Linked DNA regions of Mus musculus: region 2 is linked to region 1. A link is a contact called in public promoter capture Hi-C data. All regions are on one chromosome and are shown on one strand. Each heading gives the region's core, a stretch centred on a gene start, on an enhancer-like site or on the middle of the called end of the contact. The rest is flanking DNA. Distances are from core to core; before and after follow the strand shown.

Evidence for each region. Promoter capture Hi-C pulls out the DNA fragments that hold promoters and counts their contacts.
Region 2: a contact with region 1 is called in a promoter capture Hi-C map of neural stem cells. The contact joins the enhancer-like site here to the promoter of Itih1 in region 1. A contact is called at or near these places in 7 of 39 promoter capture datasets (the 3T3-L1 cell line, embryonic stem cells, hippocampal neurons and 3 more), 1 of 15 datasets of contacts at CTCF or cohesin (pro-B cells), 10 of 484 Hi-C or Micro-C datasets (B cells, the Ba/F3 cell line, embryonic fibroblasts and 4 more) and 3 of 9 other capture datasets (adipose tissue, embryonic stem cells and pancreatic islet).

The regions. Positions count from the first base shown.
Region 1 is chr14:30,937,735-30,944,993 of GRCm38.p6, forward strand. It overlaps Itih1 (inter-alpha trypsin inhibitor, heavy chain 1), which reads right to left and starts at 5,555. Exons shown (of 22, transcript NM_008406.3): 1 at 5,425-5,555; 2 at 5,160-5,180; 3 at 4,726-4,892; 4 at 4,190-4,294; 5 at 3,748-3,910; 6 at 3,138-3,251; 7 at 225-350; 8 at 23-139. The coding sequence starts at 5,532.
Region 2 is chr14:30,588,187-30,595,106 of GRCm38.p6, forward strand. No RefSeq gene overlaps it. Among named protein-coding and RNA genes, the nearest start is that of Gm52147, 5.0 kb to the right of the region's middle. Within about 2 kb of position 5,250, at least 205 of the 459 cell types and tissues checked have an H3K27ac peak or open chromatin away from gene starts, as enhancers often do. A contact at or near this core is called in B cells, the Ba/F3 cell line, adipose tissue and 5 more, where this site is marked.

The DNA.
Region 1 (7,259 bases), core at 4,305-6,804:
GCTGCCCAAAGGTGCCATTTACCTGCCTCACTTTCTGGCCTTCCATGGAGCCACTGATGTCAATCACAAAAACCAGGTTCTTGCTCATGTTGGTCAGGTTTTTGGGGGCAAAGAAATGTGTAAAGTAGTTGTTGGCCACCTGGAACAGAAAAGAGGCAGAGAGACCTTTCTCCCAGTTGACTTTCCCTGCCCTGTAGGGCTTGCACCATGAGCCTTAGGCTTACCAGGAGGTCACAGAGCTTGTCTCGATTGACATCGTAGGTCACCTTGAATTCTCCATTTAGCAAGGATGTAGAACATGTGGGGCAGGACTGCTGCTGGCTCACAGTGGGGCGGAAGAGCACATGACCCTGAAAGCAAAGAAGGTGTGAGGCATGGGGGGGTACAGATAGGATGTCTGCTAGATAGCTTAAGGGGTGTGTTGTGAGTGTGTGTGTGTGCGTGTGTGCGTGTGTGTGTGTGTGTGTGTGTGTGTGTGTACACCTGAATATGATTGCCTACAGGCATAGGAGTAAGCCCAGTGGTGGGTCATTCTTTTAGGTTTGAGTGAGTATACTTGCCTGTAGTAAGAGAAAAGACTAATTTTTTTTGTTTGCTCCTGAATTGTTGGAAGTTTTATAATAACCACCAGTATTTAGAGTATAAGAACAAGATTAAAATAATAGCAGTATGATAGTGTAAAAGATATCAGTCATCTCAAACTGTGGGGTTAAAGGCGATGAGCCATCATGATAGCAATGCCCATGATCCCGTGATCCCACCATTCAAGTGGCTGAGACAAGAGGATCTCTAGTTCAAGGCCAGCCTGGGCTCCACAGTGATAGAGCAGATATGGTCTTTAAAAACAAAAAGTAAGACAACAATCTTATGCATGGAAAAAAACCAAACCCCCCCCCCAACAACAACCCTTGGTCATTTGATTGGCAAAAAGCAGAGAGGAGAGGGCAGGCCCAGGAAGATGATGACATCTAGTTTGAGTGATGTAGACACTCACGGAAGCTACCGGTGATTCACCACTCTCTCTGCTCTGGACTTTCTATGCTTTCTTTAAAGGATGTTAAAGGCTAATTAGCTTGTTATAATAAGATATGTTCATCTTTTAAAATAGAAGGCTTGACAATGACTGTTAGAAGAGGACCCATCCCCACCCAGTCAACAATAAACCTGCTAACATTTCAAGGTGTCTGTCTGGCTTTGTTGAAAGGGTATTCCGGATTTAGGGCGTGGTTTGGCAAGTGAAGCGCTTGCTGAAAAGCCCGATGACTGATTCTGAGCCTCAGAACCCTAACATATGGAAGACAAGTGACCCATGGAGCTGTCCTCATCCCTCCAAACACATACTGTGGCATGCTTGCACACACATAAAAACAATTATTAATAATAATTTTTCAAATAATGAAAATTAAAGGTTTCCTGATTGTCTTAGTTAGAGTTTCTATTCCTGAACAAACATCATGACCAAGAAGCAGTTGGGGAGGAAAGGGTTTATTCGGCTTACACTTCCATACTGCTGTTCATCACCAAGAAAGTCAGGACTGGAACTCAAACAGGGCAGGAAGCAGGAGCTGATGCAGAAGCCATGGAGGGATGTTCTTTACTGGCTTGCTTCCCCTGGCTTGCTCAGCCTGCTCTCTTATAGAACCAAGACTACCAGTCCAGAGATGGCACCACCAACAAGGAGACCTCCCCTCTTGATCACTAATTGAGAAAATGCCTTACAGCTGGATCTCGTGGAGGCATTTCTTCAACTGAAGCTCCTTTCTCTGTGATAACTCCAGCTGTGTCAAGTTGACATAAAACTAGCCAATACACTGATGAATTGTAAGAGACACTTTCTCAGTGACTTATGGAGCCCCCGTGCATAGGGCATGAGAGCTGAAAGATGGCTCTTGGCCTGGGTTCAGGGCTACTTGGGAAGTAGGGTGTTGCAAGAACAGAACTTCTGGGGATCCTGGGTGGTCAGTGACAAGTCACAGACCTTTCCAAAGTTGGGTGTCAAAAACAAAACAAAACAAAACAAAAAGCTAAGGGTTGTTTGATGTGCCCCAATGATCTTCCAAGGGCAGGATATAAGCAAAGAAGAAACTGATACAAGCTGTCAAGACACAGCCAGTGTGCTGAGACTAGTTCTTTCCTATCTCAGATGAGCAGGAGACTAGAACACTTCTGAGATTCCACCTGGATACATGCACCCATTATAGTTTGGATATAGACTATCTTCCTGAAAGACTCATATGTTGAAGGTCAGTGAGGCAAGTGGAGTTCTGAGGCCTGGATTTGGGGGAGTGACTGGATCCTGAGGTGCTGCCTCCATCAGTGGACTGATCCACGACAAATCCAGAACATGAATAGATAATTACCCAGCGTGGTTGATCACATCTGTAATCCCAGCACTCGGGAGGGCGAGCCAGGAGGATTGTGTGTTTAAGGACAGTCTAGGCTGAATAATAAGACCCTGCCTCGATAAATCACAACAAAATTTAACCAAGAAAATTGAAGCTAGGTTGGTCACTGGAAAAGTGCCTTTGAAAGTCTCTTCTTCTTCTTCTTCTTCTTCTTCTTCTTCTTCTTCTTCTTCTTCTTCTTCTTCTTCTCCTCCTCCTCCTCCTCCTCCTCCTCCTCCTCCTCCTCCTCCTCCTCCTTCTTCTTCTTCTTCTTCTTCTTCTTCTCCTTCTTCTTCCTCCTCCTCCTCCTCCTCCTCCTCTCTCTATCTCTCTCTTTCTCTCTCCCTCCTCCCCCTTCCTCCCCTCTCTCCCCCTTCCCCCTTCCCCTCCCCCTTCCCCTCTCCTTCTCCCTCCTTCTCCCCCCTCTCTTTCTGCTTCCTGGCTGCATAAGCTGAACAACCTCTATTCCTGCAAGCATTTCTTCTATAATGTTACCCCACCATGTTCCAGAAACAGCAGAGCAAGCTGACCATGGATTGAGACCTCAGAAACCAGGAGTCAAACTAAATCCCTCTTCCTTGAAACTGTTTCTCTCAGGGATTTGCCACAGTTGATGGAAAGTCTGACTAATAACTCATCGGGACAGCCTAATTACACTGCCTGGTCCTGTGCCCAGCCTGGATATTTTAGAAAGGCTGAGTTGAGCTGAGAAGTCTCTAAGGTCCCATCCCCATCCCATTGTTCTTCACATACCTTTTTCCCTGAGAAAGACTTCTTGATGGTTTGAGCAGCCAGTTCCTCACTGAGGAAGGAGGCCTGAGCGTCCAGCTTGCTGATCCCCTGGGGTTCAAAGATGTCCACATCGATCTGCATGGAAGCCAGTTCTGTGCTAAGGCCCATGTGGGCTAGCACCAAATTTCAGCCAAGAGCCCTGTGGATCTGCCTTTCTACTGTGTGCAGGATCCACCCAGCCCTTAGCAGGGCCTGGCTCATCATAGTCAGTCCAGAAATACTGACTGAAAGATGCCCATGCCTGAACCCTTCAACTTGGCCCCTCCTGCTGACTGACACATAAGTGTCAGTACTTTTTGTAATCTGGTGGCAGTCTTGGGAAATGCAGGGATGTATTTAGCAGGTACAGAAATTGGGGGATCATGGATGACAAGAAAGCTGGGAGATTCAAGGGGCTTCCTGCTGCGGAAGAGCCCACAGGAACCCGTCCTAAGGACTCACTCTCATTCCTTGTATTTTTTGGGCCTGGGCTAAGGGAGAGGGCTGAACCATTGCTGAAAGCCACAGTTGGTGTGGGATTGGGGGTGGGAGAAAGAACGTGAGGAATCCTGTCTGGGAACTTGCAAAGTACCTCAAAATGCTGTACCAGCTGCTTGGGTCTGACTTTGATGGTGATGTCATACTGCATCAGTCTCCTCTTTAGTACCTCCTCATAGGTGAGCCGGAACGTGGCCTTGCTCTGGGCTCCAACAGTGATATGGATGGTGAACTGCTCCATATTTCTGCCCGAGGCTCTGAACATGTCACCAGAGGCAGCAATAGGCAAAGGGTGACATGTACAGTTTCAACACCTAAAGCTTGTCCCTCAGAACCAGTTCCTCTTATTATCACACCACCCCCCCCAAGGCAAGAGCTCAAGGATGTACCCCACCCTAGCCCCAGATGCCAGCTTAGACAGGCTTACTCAAGCTTCCATCCTCCTGGAGGTGCTCCCTCCTCACAGTCCCCAGCTCCATCCTGGATGGTCAGAAGGGAGAGCCCTGGAAGCTTGGCCACTAAGGCCTGGAACTTACCTGACAAGGCCAGCGCTCTCCCCTAAAACGGCTGCCTTCCGGTACTGCTTCCATGCAGTCACTTTGTCCTTTATGTCCCCAATGAACGCCTTCCCATCTGATGTTCTGCATGAAAGGGAAAAGCCCCCAGTAGTGGTGGCCTGACTTCACTGCCTGGGTTGTCCTTTGTACTGAGTATTCTGAGCCTAGGACCCTGTCCACACAACTCCTTGAAAAGGGAGTCTCTGCTGTCTGCTGCCTCTACTGTCCACTGCTGAGAGGACCCATAGGAAGTCAGTAGATAACCATAGTCACAGAGGCCACATCACTCACTGGATTTGCTCCCCAAGTCAAAAGCTTTGAAAACAAGCAGTCAGAGGCTCTGATTTTCTGTGTAAGGTGGGAGGTGAGACCTCTAATGGACCTCTTTCCTCCTACCCCTCTAAGCTGGGGCTGGCCATGACCCAAGTGAGATCTCACTACTCTGAACTCAGGCTGAACAGGTGAGTGGACACAAGTGGAGTAGAGTGTAAGAGTTAGACAGGGCACGCACGCACATGGCAAAGTCACTGATGAAGGCTGTCTTGGGGATTTCCACATCAAAAGCCACTTCCCTGGCTTTATCAGCATTGTTGACCACTTGGCTGGTGATGACGTAGTGGGCAAAGCGAGAGGTGACTTTGCAATTGACTTTCAAGCTCTTGATGGACACACCATTGACTGACTGAAGATAATACTAATAATAATTAATAATAATAATAATAATAATAATAATAATAATGGACTCTACCCACTCTAGAGCAAAGTGCCCAGATTCCCAAAGAATACACCAGACCTCCCAAGAAGACCCTCTTTCTTTGCTGGAGACATGAGGTCACATTTCAAGTGATGGGAGCCCCCTGCCTGTTGCACTGACAGAGGCATACAGGGATGGGAAAAAGCAAACCTGTAGTAAGGGCCCCATCTTGGACCCCTTGGCCAAATAACTTACAGTGTCCACAGCGTGTCGCTTCTGCAAAACAAAACCACCACTAAGTGTGAGTGGGGACGCTCAGGGACCCTGATCCATTTATTAAGGGTGGGAATGGGGTCTGTGTGCTCTCCTCCTCCACCTCCCTCCTGCCGCTGGGAGGCTTCCTCTTCAAGAAGAAATGATCAGTGGGTGAGGGAGGCTCATGTCCCTGATGCAGGAGCTGCAGCCCCGGGGCCCAGTGCAGGGACAACTGCCTATCTATGCTAAGGGCTTACTCACATACCTCACTGCCCCTGGGTCTGCCTGTTGCCAAGCCCAAAGCAGGCCTGGCCTGCAGAGTGAGGAGCGGCAGCAAGCACAGCAGCACCCGGAGCCCTGTGGCACCCTCCATGATCTCCAGGCTCTCAATTCCCCGTCACTTCCCTCAGACTGTTAGTTAATACTGTGCTGGACAAACACAGTTTAAACATTAGACACAGCGGAGGCAAATAGCAGGGTTTAGGGAATCAATGAGCTGGGACGTAGCTCACTGGTAGATGGTTTGTCTACCGTTGTTGGTAGGTGCCATGCACTAAGCTCTGGATTTAATTCCTAGGGGAATATGTATATATATATCTCAACATGTTAAGTGAAGTTGAAGAAAAAGTTTGCAGATCCTGGGTGATGGCTCAGCAGGTAAAGAAATTTACCATAAAGCCTGACTACCTGAGTTTGGAACTAACTCCCTCAAGTTATCCTCTGACCTCCACCTATGGGTTGTGGCATGAATGTACTTACAAACACACACACACACACACAGAGACCGAGAGACAGAGAGAGAGAGAGACGGAGAGATGGAGAGACAGAGAGACAGAGAGACAGAGACAGAAAGACAGGCAGACACACATACAGAGAGAGATGGTTGGAGAGACAGACACACAGAGAGAGAAAGCAACAAAAAGTGTTCATGGCAGCTAGGCTTGGTGGCACACACCTACAATCCTAACACTAGGGAGGTGGGGTCAGGAGGATGAGTTCAAGACAAGCCTCAGCTACATTGGGAAACCAGTTGGGCTATATGAGATCTTGTCTTTAAACATGGGTGAGGAAGGGTGCTGAGCTGGATCAACAGCGGAGAGGTCTTGCTGCCTTTCCAGGGGACTCAAGTTTAATTGTCAGCCCCTGTGTTGGGAACCGCCACCCCCTTCTGGTTTCTGTGGGTACTGCATAGGCCCACATGTAGGAAAAATAACTTTTAAAACCATGGCAGTTACTACTTTCTTCTTGTAAACAGGCAGCTCAGGGCTGTGGAAAGTCCCTGCCAGACTCCAGATTGCCCTTGTGTATTTATCTGCACTCCGTCAAGAAGGCTTGTGGAGCCCTCAAATGCTTCCTTTCCTGTCTCAAGTACCAGGCAGCACCAGTCTCATATACAGTTAACTTTTGGCAAGAGGACAGAGGCGATACAATAGAATTTCTAAGCTTAATGAAGCTTTTCGTCCAGAATTCTTCAACAAACTTTCCAGTCATGCTTTGGCCACAGATGTGACTGGGTGTTATGACACCCAGTGACACATTTGGTTCTGATGATTCGGGAGGCTTGGGGGAAGCACAGCGGTGACCCATGCTCCGGGCGTATTGCATCATCTCGCTGACCTTCTTGCTGGATTTGGAAAGAAAAACAGAAGTCAGCTTTGTCCTGCTCCCACCAGGCCAGCATGCTGTCACCATGGAAGACACCAATGGCAGCACCTTCTTAGAATCAAGGCCTCTGGAAGCCTCGAGCAGTTGTTCTTTACTGTCTAAGGTCTAGTCATGTGTCTCTGGGACAGCCACACTTGAACTGAGGTCTCAGGCTCCAGCGCCCATCATGTAGAGAGGTAGGCATATGCCCTGAGACACAAAGCCGGGAAAACAGAGTGGAGACCCCAGAGGGGAGAGTCCTCAGAGGCCTGGCTTGCCCAACAAGTGGCTCAGCTTTTATGTGCAAACCCTGTCCCCGACAATCCACTGGACAGCTGCAGTCATTTGGTTAGGTCACTCTATGACCTGGGTTGGGATGTGACCCTGGTGAGATGAAGGGGACCTTGCAGAAGAGCTGTTTGCTTATCCTGGACTTTGTCTCCCAGAGGCAGCTTC
Region 2 (6,920 bases), core at 4,000-6,499, 350 kb before region 1:
TATAGCCCTGGTTGTCCTGGAACTCACTCTGTAGACCAGGCTGGCCTCAAACTCAGAAATCTGCCTGCCTCTGCCTCCCAAGTGCTGGGATTAAAGGCGTGCGCCACCACACCCGGCTAAGACTACCTCTTAAAGATTCCTATAACTCCACAGTCTGGAACCAAGCCTTGAGTACTGGAGAACTAGGCATGGTGGTACATATATGTGTTATCCCAACATTTGGGGGGGACGGGTCAAGAGGATTATAAATTGGAGGCCAGTCTAGGCAAGACTGTCTCAGAGGACGAGGAGATGAAAGAAGAGGAGGAGGAGGAGGAAGCTGGAGAGATACCTCAGAGGTTAAGAGTGCTTGGTACTCTTGTAGAGGACCTGAGTTCATTTCCCCACACCCACATCAGACAGCTCACCGATGCCAGTAACTGCAGCTTGAGAGGATCCAATACTATACTTCTGGCCTCCATAGGCACCTGCACACACGTGTGCATACACACACGCACGCACACACGAGGGGATATATTTTAAGAAGAAAGAAATAGGGCCTGCAAGATCAGTAGATAGCCAGGTGTGGTGGCTCATGCCTTTAATCCCAGCACTTGGGAGGCAAAGGCAGGCAGATTTCTGAGTTCAAGGCCAGCCTGGTCTACAAAGTGAGTTCCAGGACAGCCAGGGCTACACAGAGAAACCCTGTCTCGAAAAACAAAACAAACAAACAAAAAAGATCAGTAGATAAAGGTACTTGCTACAAGGACTGATGGTCCAAGTTCTATCCCTAGAACCCACATGGTGGAAAGAGAGAGAACCCCCCTTAAGTTGTACTCTGATGTCCGAATGACATGTTTACCTGTATGTGTGCACACAATTAAAAAATAAACATTTTTTTTTGTTTTTTTTGGAAATTAGTTAAGATCCAAACAATAGCACCAAGGAACCTGCTAGGCCCTAGAAGCGAGGACCTTATACTCAGAATGGAGCGCGCAGGGGTAGACCCAGACTCTGCCCCAAGTCTGTGTTCTACAGTTTGACCATCAGCAATGCTAATTCCTGGACATGCCAGGTGAAGGTTGAGTATGGCTCCATTATCACAGAGCCTTTACTGCTGAGCTATTGGTACACCTGAGCCAGTGCTTTAAAATGGCTTTTACATTTTTTAAAACATAAAACCCTTGTTTCCAAACAGGACACTCAAGAACGATTAAGCTAACAGAACCAATTTTATGAACTATGTTATTTTTGACTCTCTATTGAGACAGAGTGTGTTTGATTGGCTTATTTTTTGAACCCATGATTTTCAAGTCCAGAAAGTGGCTTCTAGAAGCCTTGCTGTGTTGTTGACAGCAGATATCTAATATGCTGCAGCCCCTGAGCCTGTTCCCAACCCTTGGTGGGGGCAGTGAACCTCTACCACACCAGCTGGAGGGCATTGCCTACTGAGGGGCCTGGACCTGACTCGCCCATCACAGTTCATGTCCCAGGCAGGACCAGAGGTAATCTCTGCTGCCACCTGCCTCCTTCTGGCACAATAAGGGCAGAGAGCAGGGTGAGAGAGACCAGGGCCATGCCCAGGTGAAGGGAGCTCTCTATTGCCACATCCTGGGCTCTCACTCACCCAAACCCATCTGGGCACATTTCCTGACCTCTGGCTATGATCTAAGCTGACTGTGTTGTCTGGGACCTGCAGAAGGCAGAAAGGAAGGAGCCAGGCCTACAGGAGGAAGTGCAATGTTGGGTACAACGTTGACTGTCCTTTCTGAAGATTCCCCCATATCTCTGGGACTGCTTCCTCATGCAAACCTGGCCCACTCCCATCCCTTTCCCCTCTGGTTCCAGTTACGAAATGGTGACTCCACAAAGACACCCGCCGGGGGTCTATGATCTCCAAGGGCTTTCCAGGGCCAAGCCAAACTGTGCCCCTCCTAGCTGTCCTCCGCAGCTTCTGCTCCTTGTCTCTCTTCTCAGAGCCTCTGCAGACCAGGGAGGGTCATCTTCTCATTCTCCTCCTGGCTCGTATTGAGCAAGCCTGTGAGCCATTGTGCTCATTGCCAAAGAAAGCACGACAAAGACTCACAGACTCCAAGGAGCCTCCCAGAGCCATGGGGAAAATCCTCCACTCTTCAGACCCTCTGCTGACCCACTGGAGAAGTGCGGAGCTTGACAGCCAGCAGCAGCCATTTCCTTAGGGGCTGTTGTGAAGATTAATTACAGGCCACAATGCAGGGAAGCAGTAAGAATGGTACTTGACATAGTGTCATTGTCCTGAACTTGTGGGCCACACACAGTGCATGCCAGGCACGCTTATTCGTATCTGTCACATGATGGCCCAAGTGATACCCCTTAAACTCCTGGCCCACAGCAGGCACCCACTCCTGCCAAGGACCATAAGAAATTAGGCACATAGCACTCACACCAACGCCACCCACAGCCCATGTGTCCTCCATCCCAAGTGAAATCGGTAAGATCGACTCCCAACAGGCCTTTCGGAAGAAAGTACTTCCCCACAGGCCTTGGCCTTTGTGTAGCACTTAACGTGGGCTGAGAAGCAAATGTCAGGGCTTCCTGAGTATGTATTTAACGCAGGCAGAGGGAGAAAACTGTGCGTCTTCTAAGGCCCACTTAAAGAGCCCGATTTAGGAACAGATATTAAGGTTCAAAGACTGAAATCACAGAGGATATAGCTGTGGAGGGCAAAAGTAGATCAGCTGATGAGACTCAGAGAATGCCTGTGACCTCAGGACATCAGGAGCCTAACGCCATCTGAGTCATGGTAACTTGGGCCAGGCTTCCCACTTTAGGAACATTTCTCTGTCCTTGGTCCCCTTCTGTGTTTTCAGATCTTGCGTGCGCTGTCTTCCCTCCTAAGGGGATAAAAGGGCTCTGGCCAGGCGGTTAGGATTCAGAAGAGCAAACAAGGTGGCCCAGCCTCTGGTCTCCCACAAGCAGTCGTCATCCAAGGTCATTTGCTACGCAGACACAGTCGGGGGTCAGGAGGGGTACAGAAGCCCTGTCCAGCTTTGATGGTTCCAAAGTGGAAGCAGGTGCCAGAGAGAGCTGAAAGTTAAGTCCTGGTAAAGTCAGGCCAAGGGCAGCCATGGGAAGTCCTGGATCCCTCCCCACACTGGCAAATCTGAATGCAGCCTCATTTCCTCTATTAGAACCTCTCTATTAGAAAATGTGGACCTCCGACTCGCATCAGTCCTACATACATTAATGGGGACCTGTTGGGAACTATGGGCACCATGTTAGGATGAACACTATCCTCTGAGACAAAACAGATAATTGTTTATGTAAGGAGAGATATTATTGCTTATGTTTCTCTGGGTCCCCAGCAGTCAGAGACTGTTTAAAGTGTTCAGCACTGTCCCTGGCATGAAGACTGATGGTAGGCAGTCTCTGCAGTGCCTGCAAGATGGCATCCACCAGGGGGCGATGTAGCCCAGCCAGGCAGTGGGCGATGTTGCCCTGCCAAGTGGCCATCTCACAGACCCCTCGGTTTTTCTGTCTGTTGTCTTAGACACGTAGCAGTGCTCCACGGGCTCAGAAGCCAATACTCCTCCACACAATGGGCTGGTCTGGCAGCGCTGACTTGATTTCCAAGGTGTGGCTTTCTGGGCAGCTTTTCCTAGCTTCACTGGGCAATATGCAGATTCCTACCTCGCCTAGCTTGCTCTCGGTCCTGATGCACATACATATCAGGAGAGCTTTCAAAATATGATGCCTGGGCCTCCTCCAAGATGACAGTGTTATTAGACGTGGCTAACCCGGGAACTGGGTTCCAGGACTCAGCCAGAACCGCGACCCCTGCTAAGAACTTGGTATGAAAGATATGTACCTTTTATCAGTATGCACTGCTGAATTCCAGGCAGCCTAACACACATCTAAAGTCTAGCTGGTCCTTCTATCCATCCATCTGTCTACATATCCATCCACTCGCTCAGGCATTTCTTTTCTGTAGCTCTGCCCTGTACCCCCAGCTGCCAGTGCCCTCAGAAGCGAGCACATTTGGGCTTTGAGAAGTTGCTCAATGGTTAAGAGTATGGACTGCTCTTTCTGAGGACCTGAATTTGGCTACCATCATCCAAAGTGGCTCTTATTAGGGGATGGTTTTGTGTACTGTATTTCAGATGCTGACTTCTGTGCCCAGGGACCTGGTTGTAGTTCAGACGTTGGCACTGTCACGATTATTGGAGCATCTCCTGTCTCAATGATGTGTAAAGACTGTTTTCTAACAAAGTGTCCATCAGCTGGACAGTAGCTGGACAGGAGAAGAGAATAGGACAGGATTTCCAATCCCAGTGAGCAAGTCCCAAGCAGGAAGAGAGAGAGAGACAGACAGAGAGATGGAGAGAGACAGAGAGGGAGAAAGAGGAGGACCAGGAGGATTCACTATGAGGTCCCCATGAGAGAGCAGCCATGAGGACACACATGGACCAGAGCGAGCCAGGAGGGCAAGACTCAGATGGCAAGTAATTGGCCTGTTTGGGAAGTAATCTGGGCCAGCACAGCTGGGCTAGGATAGCTCAGAACCTGCCCAGCTTAGTGCTTGCAGATTATTAATAAATATAAGGTCTCTGTGACATTTACATGGGAACAAGGAGTCACATAGAAGAAAACTCCCAGAAATACATTTACAGCTAACAATTCCCTGTGATTCCAGGGATCTGATTCTTCTGGTCTGAGGGCCACCTGTTCTTACATGTGCATGTGCACGTGCGCGCGCACACACACACACACACACACATTTAAGAATAAAAACACAGTGTAAAGCAGGCACGTGGAAGGAAGAAAGTGGAATCCCACCGAGCCACTGGTTCCCTTCTGCTCTCTTTGCAGAACTCTCGGCCCTGCACCTGTTGGGAGAATCCTTGAGCAGCTCCTCAAATGCCCAGGCTTTTGCTCACTTCCTGTCTCCTTCAGTTACCATGGGCAGAAGCAGGCATTCCGGCAAGTCTGGGCATGAGGGTCTTGAGTACCTGTCTGAAGGGGGAGCATTGAATGACTAGGTAGATACCTATTAGTTGTCTACCTGCAGTCATCCAGTGTGGGGTAGAAGGTGTCTTCTCCCCTGAGGGGCAGGGTCACAGTGGCTGCTGTGTATGCAATACATATAAACAGAATTGTGTCATCATAGCCAACGGCAATACCATGGTCAGCCCCATCCTTCAATGAGGAAGTGAAACTGAGGTCCTGGGAGACTGAGTCACTTGCTGAGGTCACTAGGACACACAGCATTTAAACCAGGGCATTCTGACTGCAGAGGCTGGGCTTCTGCTCCCAGGCTCCTGAGCATCTGCAGTGCCCCGTCCTGTACTGAGCGGGCTGCTTGCTCTGTCCTTTACGACGGCTGGGCTTCCTGCTGCTTGTATATCCACTTGGCAAGGGCTTTCTGCCTGCTTCCAGACCCTTAGATGCTAGGGAAAGTGGCTTTGAGCCTAGCATGAGAGGCATTTCCTGGCCAATGAGCCAGGCCTGGCACCTACTCAAGAGCTGGGAACAGGTCTACAGACAAGACATGTGGCCTTCCAGGCATCCAGGCAGAGGCAGTGTCCCTGAGAGCTGCTTCCCACAGCAAGTGAGGGCTTCCTGAGGCAGGCCCCACAGGCACCAGCCACTGTGAAGCCGTGTGTGAAGCCTTCCCAAACCAGCCATTCACAAGGCAGCACCGATTAGTGCTTCCCTCTACCAGCGAAGAGACAGGCTGACAAGGAACTCAGCCAGTGTGTGGCAGCATAGTGAAACTCAAACCTTTGGCTACTTTTCTAGATTCTGTGTTCTCAGCACTCCTCACTGCCTGAAGCTGAGAAACAACCTAACTCTCCCTCCCTTCCGCAGGGGGAGGAGACCCATCATCGAATGTAAAGCTGTGTGCCGGGCAGGCCCTGCTTAGAGTGGCAAGATGGTGGGAGCCCCCAAATGTGAGCACCAGCACAACTTCTGTGCTCTCACTATTGCCCTGGTTCATGGAAGTGCTGGAGATCTTTGCATGCTATAGCAGAAGCAGGACACGGGGGACCCTAGGCACCTCCCTTCCTTATTCCAGTGTCACCATGTCATATTGTGAGGACCAATGTCACTGCTTCCAGTGTCCAGGCTGGCCCATCACAGGTACAATGAGAGGCAGCGTGTCTTCCTGAGAGGACAGAACTATACTCCCATCCCCACAACCCTCTTCCTTGGGCAGTTTCAGTCCATCTTGCCTTCTCAAGCTGTGGAAATTTGTACCTCAGCCCAAAAGAATGAACTGCTGGCAGTCAGTAGCACGGCTACTGGACCAGCCAATCAGGAGCTAGGACTGCCTCATCCACCTCCAGGACAAAGAGCCAGCTGGGTCCCAGGGGCTGGACCAGAGGGGCCCAAGGGAGGGCCCTGTTTGAGAACGGTGCCCCAGGCTGCAGGCAGGAGCAGTCCAGTGGGGGAAGGGACAAACTAGAAGCTTACAGAATGGGAGGCATGGAAGCGGTGAAGAGAGCCCAGTCAGGGAGCTCCTGCACAACATGGCCACGCTGGCTCGCAGGCAGCTGCCAGGTACTGCTGTGTCTTAGAGCCAGACTCCTTGACTGTGCAGTCGGTTTGGTCAGCATACTGAAACATCCCATCCAGGCACTAAGCATTTTCTCTCCCACCCTGCCCCTCTCTTCTCCAGCCAGGCAGGGACTCCTGTGGGATCATTTTAGAACGTAGATGCCGACCCCTGTCCCAAGAATGAAGATAAACAGTAAAAAAGATGTGTAGTTTTGGGCAAGTGTGGTGACACTCAGGAGGCAGAGGCAGAAGGACCTCTGTGGGGCCAGCCTGAACTACAGAGCAAGCTGGAGATCAGCCAAGACTACACAGAGAGACCCTGTCTCAAAACATGAAGCACTTAAGCAAACTTGAGTATTGAGACACACTTCCAGCTTTGTGCCTCTGATCCTCCTTTCCGGTCT